Regions from separate parts of the Anas platyrhynchos genome. Here region 2 is linked to region 1. Evidence: chromatin contacts called from public Hi-C data. All regions are on one chromosome and are shown on one strand. The core of a region is the stretch at or near the end of the contact, and the rest is flanking DNA. Distances in the headings are between cores, read along the strand shown. Region 1 overlaps SHCBP1 (SHC binding and spindle associated 1). Region 2 has its middle 4.8 kb from the start of POP4.

Region 1 (6,020 bases), core at 34-2,533:
TCACTATTTCCTCCTAACTATTTGCCTGGATAGATCCTGGTTATATAAATACTAGAGGGGATCCGACAGCAACACAAGTGTGTTGATTTTTAATTTAATAAACACTAAAATCATTCTGGAGAGGTCTCAGTTTCTAAAGTATTTGGGAGAGGTCCTTGTTTTCCTTTGCTTGTCTTGATCTGCCTCAGAGGCATAGTCAGACTCACTGTCAGGGTAGAACTGGTAAATACAGAGAAAGAGCCAAGTGCTATTCAAACTTAGTTTATGACATTTGTTGCATGTCAGCTATGTGTGTGGGGGCTACTGATGTGGATCTGTGCATTATGTGAAGCACATATACAGAGAGTGCTATTGGCTTAATATGCCCTTTTATGCTGTAGAAGTGGATGCAGCATATATGTCTGTTTTTCTCTCAAAATATTTGTTTGAAATACTTTTATCTTGCCTAGGATATGTTGCTTTCTCTTCCTCACAATTCTTGTTTCCTCAGCATAATGTCTCTCCTTTAGGTATGCATGCTGTTGCAGTGTAATGGTCTGTGTATCACTGGGGCTTGTGCAGCTGTTCAGATGCTTCTTCAGCTGCATTTCTTATCTTGTCAAAGCTGCATAATGGGGAAGGCTGGGAGTTTAATTTCCTGCTGTTCTGGATTGTATTTTTCTTGTCCTTATTTTATGAGTATCGTTTTCTTTCTTGCCCTTCTCTTGTGTGTGCTTGGTTTGCATAGAAATGAATGCTGATGGACAATGCACCTGCAGGATAAAGGAGCTCAAATTGTTTTATTTGTCTTCAAAATGGCATTGTTCTAAAATTGTGAGGGGACAACTTCTTTTGTAGTTTTGAGGAAACGGGAATGCAAATGGTGAAATAGCACACCTATTAAAGGATGAGCTACTCTATTTTAAGGAGCAAGGCATATAACTGTATCTTTAGTACAAACCACTCTCTGGGTAATGAATATGTCAGGGTGTTTAATCTTCTTATATGGACTTCTGTTAGAAGTTTTTATGGCAGCAATAGCAGCTGAAAACATTTGAAGTAAGAGCATCAAGAAAAATTCTGCTGGCGCTAATCTGAATAGTTGGATGTTTTGGTGGCTTTTTTTGGGATGAAAGGGTGACTCATCAAAGAAATAATGTTGTTTTGCTTAGTAGAGATTTTATTTCTTTTCCAGTCACTGTGCAAGCCAGTACTAAGGTTGAAAGTACGAGGATTAGTAAGTCAGGGATAAACAAAGACTTACAAGAACTAAGTAAAGTTAAAGCAGTAACAGATGCAGGAAGCCCTAGTCAGGATAGCTTTAGCACTTGACAAAAAAATGTAGCAAAGGTACTGAAGAACTTTGCTCCACCTTGTTTAATAGTTTAAGCTGGAAAGGAACCTGTAGTATCAACCCATCCAAAACCCATGATCAGTGTTACTGGATGACAATTGCCTGTAGCTCCTGGGGAGTCCCTTAACTTACAGGCAGGGCATACGGCCCTGACCTGGCTGGGTATTGACTACTATTTGATATCAGGTGAATCATTCCTTCTCTGTTCCTTGTCAACAGCTTCCTTTACTGCTAGAGCTGCTGCTTCAGAAGTGAAGCAAATTAAAAGCTTTGTTAGAAAATCTGTAGGTACTCGTAGGACAATTATTCCTAAAGCTTTTTCCACTGTTGTGTAGTTAGACTGGATCTGCTATTTATGGTCCCACAATGCTCTTTACATACTGGAAGTAAACTGCTCCCTGCCACCTCCTCCCTAGCAGCACTGGAAAAAGATTCCTGGGTAGTATAGTGTACTTAAGTGTCAGTCACTCAACTACATTAAATCTGCTGTCTTTAAAACTTTCTCCCAACTCTTGTTCAAAGGCTCTTTTTTTTTTTTTTTTTTAACCTTTCTACTTGCACATTAGAGTATTTATTTATGTACTTGGTTAAAAGCTAGCATCCCGTTCAGGCACTTCTTATCTAAGCTTCTGTGTGTGTGTTCAGAAAATGATAGGACTCATGCTGCTCTAATAGATGCTGCATTATTGCTTTCCTTATCATGATTCTTGGCAGTGACAAGCAGTAAAAGCTTTACATGCTCATAAATTGCCCTGTAAGTGGTTGAACGCTGACAAGTGTGGATGGCTTTAGTAAATCAATGCTGGCATATGCTTTTGAAAGTTTCCTTTTTAATCTGAATTAATCTGGAAGTCCCTGTAACACTGGAATGTCAAGTATTGACCCAGGCTTCTCTAAATAGAGAAGCTGAGTTAAGTTTAGTAACAATGGGGAGTCCTTTGCACTTGTTTCCTTGCTTTCTGATGGGGACTGCTTCTCCCTGCTCCCTGTGCTATTTGGAGCCTCTGCCTGCTGCAGTGAGCTGCCGTACTGGAAGCAGGCTGCGGGTGCCCATTGTGGCTGTGGTTACTGCACCTCCATACCATGGTGCAGTCTGGGGAATAAGAACTTTGCCCTCAGCAAGTGTTAGCCCTTTGTTTAATTGGCTAAAATAACCGTATTTTATTATATTATGTGTCTGTCATTCAAGGAAGGGAACTTTTGAGTTTGGTTGTTTTTTGTTGGTGGTGGAGTTTTTTGAGCACCTGGGTCTTGGTATACAGGAGATGTACATGTAAGGTGTGCCATGGCCACTGGGGGAAAAATCCTGTTCAAGATAGTCAAGGATATCTCGAGTTCCAACCCTCTCTTACCTCATCTGAATGTCTGCTTAGGTACCGAGCATCTGATTACCAGTTACTCAACAAACTTGTGTCTTTCACCTCTGCTTTCAGGCTATGGCCTGCCAGATGATATTGTGATAGAAAAGCAAGGGAAAGGAGACAACTTTGTTGACTGTACAGGAGCCAACATAAAGATCTCCAATTTGAAGTTAATACAACATGACGCTGTGGAAGGGATTTTAAGTAAGTGTAAAAGTATCTTGAACTTTTCGTGAATCTTTTATAATTTTCTATTAAAATTAAGTCAGGGATCCACTCTTACAATTTACTGGTTTTAACAAAATACTGTAGGAAAGAATCCTACAGATGTAAATGTTAAGGCTTCCTTTTTGTTTCTTTCCCACTTGCTTATAATGTGGACATCAAAATAACTTCTGTTGTTTGTACTTTCAGGTTGTTGTGGCTCTTAGGCTTTATTCTTATTTTTGGATAAGATAATTTGTCTTAATGTTTCGGCTGTTATGGCAGCCTGACTGACCACTGCAGAGCCTCTGCCAGGCTGCCTGGAAAAGGAAATAATTTCTCTTTCCACAAAAGAGCTCCCATGACAGTATTCACCTGTAGCTGAACCCAACCAGCTCTCCATTGAGGAATGGCATAGACTTTAGAAATAGTATAGGCCTTTGTTTACTAAAAACACATTTGAACTGCCATTCAAATAATCCCAAGTTTTATCCAGTGAGTTTGGCCATGACCTTCTGTCTTTTCAGAAGGTGCTAATTAATACTTTGCCTTGACAGACATTTATTTGTTTTTAAATGTTTAAAAATGTTTATTAATACCCATATATTTGTATTTAATATATTATTAATTCAGAGGATTCTTAGGCGTATAGAAAAAAGAATCGTTGTCACTTTCAAACAAACAAACAAAACCACCCAAAACTAAAACACTTCTAAGACAAATCTTTGACTAGGGTTCCCTTACAGTTTTTCTGCTGATATTAGGAAAAACAGTGTGAGTTCCAACTACGCATGGGCAAATCAATAAAATTAACATAACGTATGATTAAAATGATCATTTTCTCACACTGTAGAAAACACTACAAGTCCATGTACCTGTAGGAGGGATTTGCCTTTGCGTAACCGATTCATTTAACAATATTTGTTGTCTGTGTATAGGTGTCCATCAGGGGAAAACTACTCTGGAGAATTGTGTGTTACAATGTGAAACTACAGGCATAACAGTGCGAACATCAGCTGAGCTGTTAATGAAAAACTCAGATCTGTATGGTGCCAAGGTACAAATGAATTCTTAACTCTGGCTATTTCCTAAATTAAAATAAAGGGTTCTGGTTTGAAATAATACTTCAGTAAAGGGGTGGTTTCTGTCACTCTTAAGAGTACCTTTAAAAAGTGTCTTGGACAGCTTTGTGTTAATAGGTTTAAGAAATTGTTTACAGTGGTCTTGTGGCCTTCAATAGTATCTAGTGAAGTATCTTATGTTGATTTGTATGTGATGATACGAAAATGATCCAGTTACAGGGGATATCTATGAAATAATGACTGCTGCCTTGCTGGACTTATTCTTGTCCTGCAATACCTTTAACGTGATTTTTTTTTGTTTTCCTTGTACATAAGTCATTTTCTAATTAAACCATGTATTTGGCAAATGAAATGCCCTTTTTGGACACCTTATCCATTGATTCTTACAGAATGATGATAAACACAGAATTGAACTCTGAATAGGGCACTTTGGAGAATGATGGGGCTTTGAGTGTTGGAGTGGATGACTAAAGATCAATAAAGCAATGCAAAGTTGCGTGGTTACTCCTTGCCAGAGATTTTTATGGGCTGGTGGCAATAGTATTATTCATGGAGCCTCAACGTTCATATTACTGCTCAAGTTAGTTCACAAAGCTGTGGAGCTGGGGTGGTAACGCAATTTTACCTTGTGCAGCTGGTGAATGAGCACAAAGATCCGTAATGGAGTTGTCAAGCCAAACTGTAAATGTGCCCCAAATTATTTATGTTTTGTGAACTGCAATCTGTTTTATCTTGTAGGGTGCTGGTGTGGAAATATATCCAGGGAGTACATGCACCCTGTTAGACAATGGCATACATCACTGCAAGGAGGGAATACTTATAAAGGTCAGTTCAAAGCATAATGCACTTTTTTAAAATTAAAAAATAAATATATATTCTTCTTAGCATTCAATTCTTATGGCTGTTAGAATTGATGCAATGACTGCTGTTTAAATTGGCTTATAAACTTGCTGCTTTGTGTGTCACGTCTAATGATGATGGTGCTTGTTGTTTGCCTTGGGTTGGTACACCAAAGCAATATATTTGTTTTATTCCTTATCTGTCAGAAAGAAAATCCCTTTTGCACTGTCACTTGTATTGGCTAGCATGTTATTAGCCTATCCAGAGAACTGACTATCCAAAAGTGGAAAGGTTTGCATCCCTTTAGCTGGACATAACATGCTGGATGTCTGTTTCTTTGCTGTAGAACTTCTTAAATGAACGTTATGAGATCCCCAAGATAAGCATGGTCAATAACATGATCCATAATAATGAAGGATATGGTGTGGTCCTGGTTAAACCAACAATTGCGTCTGATGTAGAGGATGCTTCAGCAATGAAAGGTATTTTTCTGACTTCCTATAAGTAAATCGTAAAAACATTAAATATATAGCATACCTATGTTTTTAGATCTTAAATCTTCATCTTCAGCAAATTCCATTGTTCTGATAGTTATGGATTATAAACTTCAGACAAATCCTGTGAATGTCTATGCTCCATGTCATGTGGATGCTTACACTTTTAAAGTCCTTAGACATTTGATCTATGCTCCTGATGAACCAGAGCCTGTGTAACTCATGGGCTACCTGAATCATACAGAAAGAAGAGTGTAATCAGCAAGAAAGCAGCTATAGCTTCTCTTATAGCTGTTCTGGTTCATAGTTCTCTGCAGTTTTCTTCCTTTGTACACTAGATCTGAGACATGGATTAGCCCAGTCTCCCAACACAGAAATTGTTTTCTGCAGTAAATGAAATGTTAACAACTCTATTTCTCTTTTTATGTCTTAATCAAGGAGTGTCATGGTCTTAAGTGCAGTGTGTAAACCCACTGTAACTTTCTCTATTATCATTATCACTTGGCAGCCTGAAGTCATCACAAGAAGAAAACTCTTCTTTAAGTATCATATGCTGTATTTGAAATATATGGCTGACATTAAATTGTTTTCCAGAAAGTATGGGTGATGCAAATGTTAAGACTGAAGAAAACATAATTCCAGGAGTTTTAACTGATTTGGCTGTTTTGAGGATGACATTCTCATTGTTTCCTGACTTAGGGAATAC
Region 2 (6,088 bases), core at 442-2,941, 590 kb after region 1:
GTCTTCCCAAACCGGAGCAGAATTTGAGCTGTAATTTTCAGTTAGTGTATCCTCACTTGCAACTTAAGCATCCCTGTCTCTTCTACCCCCCAAACCTGACCCTACATGTCTGTGGCCAGCAAATGGAGACCAGCTGTGGAGCTTGGTATTTTTACATGACAGACAATGTGCAAAACCATTATTTGCATCTTTTGTTGTTGTTGTTAACTTATAAGAAAAGGATGGGTATAAACGTGACCTCTGTTTCATAGAGGAGGTTTCACAACTCTCTGCCAAGGTTAACAAAGGGCTTACCAGGATTCAGTAGTGTCAAGACAGAGATACACTAAGGCATGCTCCAAAACCTCTTAAACCCCTTGCAAGTGTCTTCAGTAATCTTAAAGGGCTGTAGGTAGCTACCCAGGCCATAGGGATGGCTTAATGATGATGATCTGCCTGACACGGGAACCCCTCCTGCAATGGTACAGCCTCTCCTGACTGCTTCATGTCTCTTACAGTCCTTACAGGCAAACACACAGGAGTGATACTGGCAGAACTTGCAAAATATTCCCAGGTTTGTTTCTTGCTCACTTTCTTCATCGCTGTAATACCAACGGGGTCCCCTCAGAGCAGGGGCAGAAGGATACTACCACAGTGCCTGCAAGACAAAGCAGAAGCCAGCCTCTTCAGCAATGGTGGCAAGAGCAAACTATATTATGAGCATAGGTATTGCTATGAAAGCTAGCAGCAACCCTCTTTCCCATTAAAAAAAATAATATATGCTTTGTGACAAGCTGCACTCTGGAACAAAAGGGATTGAGGTGACTTCTAGCTGCAAAGCAAGGAAGGTGCAGCCCGGGCCAGCCCTCCCAGGGCTCGCCCCCTCCTGGGGTTGCTGCCATGGCCAGCCCTGCAGGGAGGCCGAGTCTTGGGAGGGCACGGCTGGACAGCCAGGTCACAAACCTCCCTCCTCGTCCATGACACGAAGGAAAGAGCCCACAGCTCTGAAATCAGTCAGCATTTGAGACATCATTTATAACGTCTCCACTTGGAATTCGTATGTCTGAGCAAGCCTGAAGCTTGCTTTCAGCATCTAGTACATTTATTTTAGTTCTATTCTTTTCCATAATTATACAAAGAAAAGAAAAGCGTCCTAAAGAAACTTAAAATTTTCAAGACCATTGTTGGATGCACTTTGCAGCGATGTCATTATCCTCCTTCCTGACCCTAACCTGCCACTGTTTTTATTTTGCTTTAAATGGACCTGTAATTTCACAATGTGAATTCAGCTGGAACTATTCTTTTTGTTAAATAAACTTTACCCTTGGACTGACTGCTTCAGGCTCTGAAAAGAAACATTTCTTGCTTGTGACTGCTCCAAAATAGGTCTGAAATTCAAGAAGTGTTGGTAAATGGGCTATAATCATGCTGAAGGGCAAGAGAGTATTCCTCCTCAAAGACAGAAGTATCCGTGTTGCCTTCCGTTGCCTCAATGTCGATACTTTTACAGATCAGATTTTTTTTCCAGAAAGAAGCCTGCTGTGCTGCAGCGTGTGTTTCAGAGGTGAAACACCTTTAGTCATGCCCTTATTGCCACACTTGGAAGTGTAAATAGCAGCCTCATTTTTACAAGCCCCACGCACACAGCAGAACCTCTCCGCGCTGCCAGTGGCAGCAGGCCCTTGTGACTCAGGACTCACAGGACAGAGAACACCATGTGAGCAGCACACCCAGCTGCTGATGCAGGCGGCTGTGCTCACGGCAGCTGCAGGGATGTTACATGAGTTTGATGTCGGTGACAAATTTGGTTGCAACTGGACACAAGGGTCACCCATGGTCTTAGCGAGAGACTGTAGCACACAGGCACACACATCACATGCACACACGTAGTGGGGTCACGGCCTCCTTGCTGCCTGCCACGTCAGGTGGACATCTCCCCCGCACTGATTGCTGGCCGGCCCCGGAATTGGTTTTCTTCCAGAAAAGGAACAAAAACCACCACCACAAACCAGAAGGAGCTGGGCAGCTCTGTCACCAGTAAGTGCCAAATGGCCAGAGCTGATGTGGGCCTGAACAAAGACTCAATCATCAGCATTAAAAGGCCAGACAGCACACAAAATCCTGTCACTGAATACAAGTGCAGTTTTACACACAAGGCAGTCCTTTACTGCACCTTCTCTGTGCAGCTACCAAAGCAGCCTTGGTCTCAGAGCAGTCGCAAATAGCAGCTATTTTTCCTGTAGGTGCGATTTGCCATTGCAGCAGTCCTAATTTCACACTAATGTAACTCTTAGAAATCCTTTTAGAACTACACTAACGTAGGCGTGACTCAAGCTCAAACTATTTGCTAACTAGGGCTCTGCACTTGCTGAGCTGTGGCAAAGAAAGGATCCCCTGGCAGCTGGCTGCAAATATGGCTCAGCTCAGTTCTAAGTCTGTGATTAGTTTATTCTGTTTAGAGGATCTGCCTAAATTAAAAATGTTCTCTCACCCATTCTCACCCGCTGTTCTGTTTTTAAGAAGTATAAAGTGCTTAATAGTCTCTACCTCCTGAAATAATCACTATAGGGTGAAAGTCCCCACACACACATCCACTGCCATTTTGACCCACTGCAAAATGTGTAAGTTAAGCTCATGCTAAAATTAACATGCACTGATGAGGTAAATGAATTGGCATTGCCATGTATATCTATTAGCTGCTAGTATTTCTGAGCCGGAACGCCATTTAATTAACAGCCTGACAGGCTAGCTCGCTCCTGAACCGCAGCCACATTTATTACTTTTATCTCCTTGGACACCTGCCTCTCTCCATGGTTTATCAGATTTGTGCTGAAGAGATGGACAAAATATTTTCTGTTGCATGAGGTGGTATTTTCTTTAAAGGTACTTACTAAAGCACTGAACTCAAACAAACGGAGGTTTCTGGTTTTTCTTCAGTTACCAAAGCAGTACAGCAGCATTAACCCCTCACAGCCCCATCCCACAGCTGCAGTTCGGAAGAAGTCAGATTGCATATCGCAAGACCAAAGTCCCCCTATTAGGGCCATGCTAGCAGCTGCCACCCTGACCACCCCTCATAAAGCTCTTGCCTGCAGTGGCCATCAATCTGTTAATCTTGTTCAGCCCAGTTTCAACAGTCAAATACTTTTCTCTGGGCATACTTTTCTCACTACCTGGAGACACACAGGTAAAACAGGCAGGGCTCAGCGTGCACGGGCACACCGCGAGACACAGTCAAACTGGGGGGACCTAAAGCCAGGCGGTGACTCAGCACTTGACACCTTCATCAGTGTGGCCTTAGAAATGCACCTCTTAGACAAGGATAGCACAAGCCAACGTGTGTTATCGAACCGGATGGCTCACTCCACGCTCTTCAGGTTAGCAGGTCTCTCTCGCACTCTACAAATGGTGTCATTGTCTGCAGGGACACAGGTATGGCCAAAACTTGTACCCCAGTGGTGCACTGCAAAGTTGACCCAACCAAACCGTATCAAACAGGCTTCCAGAACTGGACAACCATTTCTTAGGAAAAAAGTCTTCATTTTTCTTGGATGAAACATCCAGCATAATAGATCTTTTTGATGCTTGAAACCTTTTTATTTGTATTCTTTTTAATTATGTTAATTTAATATAGTTTAACCAAAATCAAACAAAATGCCACATTAAACAGTTCAATCTGCTATAACTCCAGCAACTATTACTATGTTATAGTTTATCATTTTTATTTAATACCCATTTTGCATCATACAACCCTATCTCAATGTAGGCCAATGTTCACTATGCTTTAAAATATTAAATGATGAAACCCAAGAAACAAGAAAAATAATGCCTCTAAGACAGACTGTAACAGATTAATGCATGGGTGCAGAACGCTGCTGTTAATTAGTAACTACAAGCTGTTCAGGTGTACAGCGGTGTCCATCATACTGATGTGTTTGAACCATGCGTGATCTCAGCACGCAGGGAAACCAAATATCAGTTGCCAAAACCTCAGCTTACTGACTCTTCATTATTGTTTTGGGGAGCAAGTGGTGACTTTTTAGCATTGTATGAGGCTGGGCAATGATGTTTCTGCAGTAGCTATCCCCAGGTATTCTAGTTTCACTCATTCTTTATATATGTTTTATGAAGGATATAGCTAGTTATTTTGATGTTAAAAATACGTTGGTGTTTAAAAAAAAAAAAAAAATCACTTCCTTTACTTATGGTGATATTGAATTCCTTCAAAGTCCTCCTTCCACAGATAAATCTACTATAATGTAAAAGAAGTTGGGGTATGTGAGACCTCGAACCCTGTATGCTAAAAGAAGATGCAAACTGGTAAACTTCGTCCAAAAGATGAACCAATATTTAATTTTATTTATTTATTTTTAAACTTCAAACCGCTAGTTGGATTGCAGCAAGAGATGCCCCAACGCAGACCGCCGAGGCAGGCTCACCAATCCTTGTCCTGCGCTGCCCCCTGGTGAGGCAAGCAGCAACTGCGACTCCAGAAGAGCTGGCTCCTTTCCTTGCCTGTGTTTTAAAGCCCAGCTTTTTAAATCATTAAAAGCTTTGAAACCCCCCCAGAATTTGGGGGTTATTGTATGTCCCCCAGATTTCTGCCCCATTAATATATATTTGAATTGTATTTTTTCATGCACAGCAAGGCCAGACTTTCTTATTCACGCATAAGTGACATCTGCAATTTGAGAGGACAAGGAGCTGGGATTTTAGGGTAATAATGACCCTTCAGTCAGCGTGAATAGTTTACCGCATCGGGGGGACATATCTCATCCTAATCAATGAGTTAGACAAACTGATAAAGCAGAAAACTTACTGAAAAACACATTGAAAAGGAACATTTGTGGGACCAGGAGGTATATCACAAGATCACACTCTTAAACCAAACCCAGCCGTCTGAAATTCATCAAATAAATCAATAATGCAAGAGTTTGGGCTTCCACACATAAACATTACAAACTCCCCCCTAGTAAACCTACAGTGCCACGAAATGAAAGTCCAGGCTACTGATCCCAAATACTCTGTTTACCCAGCTGTCTGAGCAGCAATTCTTAGTGTGCCTGCACGCCCCGTTCCCCAGGAACGGCCTTTTCCACAGCCTGAAATGCTGGCATGGGCCTGACCTGGGCCCAACTGAAAGGAGCCGTCAGCAGGACAAGGAAAAGGTGGTGGAGGAAGGACGGCAAGGTGGTGGCGGTGACGGGGCTGCTGAGTTACCTGGGCCGGCTGCACACTGCTTCGGCACACGGTAGGGAAGTTATGGTAGCTGCCTGGTATTCAGATGGAGGAAATCAGATCAGAGCATTTTAAATGGAAATTATTTTTGCTAGTACAGCTGTCCCAAGGGACCAAATTCAACTGCTAATGCAATTTGGCCAAGAGGAATAAGCTATATTGATCCTGAGAGCTCAAATGCTTGCTGAGATAGTCTTTTAGAGAATTACAGTATCTATTTCTTGTATCACCTGCAATCAGCAAAAGTGTAACAGTGATTATAGCCTGGTCACTTTTTACACACATCAGTCCACCTGTGCTCATCTCCAGCTTCAGCTCATGATAACTCTTTAATAAAAAACAAACAAAAACAACAACCAATCTGATCTTCTATTCTTATGTCATACAAATATCTTCTTTTACATTATAGTAGATTTATCTGTGGAAGGAGGATTTTGAAGGAATTCAATTTCACCATAAGTCTTTGGCTACTCTGCACCTAAATTCTAGCTTTCTGTGACTGTCATTGCTCCCACATTCACGCTGACATTCCCCCAGGACACTGCTGTGACCTGACTTGGCCTGCATACATTCTTTTTCCCATCACACACTGTAATTCAACAATACCGACAGCTAAAGCAATATAGCCCCCTACTGTACACATGTATAGTGGTTCAGTGTTGGATTTTTACAAATATATATATATATATTTAGAGAGCAATAAATAATGCCAAACATAGATTTAATGGAATAAGAAATGCAGGTGCTGGCTCATGTAACTTGGAATAAATAATATACATTAGGGGGTTTATATCACCATAAACCTATATCATGCTTTCACGCTGATTTACTTGAAGAAGCAAAAAGATTCAAAGGTCTAAAACACTAAGAC

The links. Hi-C and Micro-C count contacts between places; a contact is called where the count stands out from the background.
Region 2: a contact with region 1 is called in a Hi-C map of subcutaneous adipose tissue, with 4 times the contacts expected there. The contact joins two enhancer-like sites. A contact is called at or near these places in 2 of 8 Hi-C or Micro-C datasets (liver and subcutaneous adipose tissue).

What each region holds. Positions count from the first base shown.
Region 1 is chr12:19,164,403-19,170,422 of IASCAAS_PekinDuck_T2T, forward strand. SHCBP1 (SHC binding and spindle associated 1) reads left to right here. Exons shown (of 13, transcript XM_072043811.1): 9 at 2,767-2,898; 10 at 3,837-3,955; 11 at 4,719-4,805; 12 at 5,167-5,302; 13 at 6,014-6,020. Among named protein-coding and RNA genes, the nearest start is that of SHCBP1, 11 kb to the left of the region's middle. Within about 2 kb of position 1,284, at least 1 of the 8 cell types and tissues checked has an H3K27ac peak or open chromatin away from gene starts, as enhancers often do.
Region 2 is chr12:19,749,115-19,755,202 of IASCAAS_PekinDuck_T2T, forward strand. No RefSeq gene overlaps it. Among named protein-coding and RNA genes, the nearest start is that of POP4, 4.8 kb to the right of the region's middle. Within about 2 kb of position 1,692, at least 1 of the 8 cell types and tissues checked has an H3K27ac peak or open chromatin away from gene starts, as enhancers often do.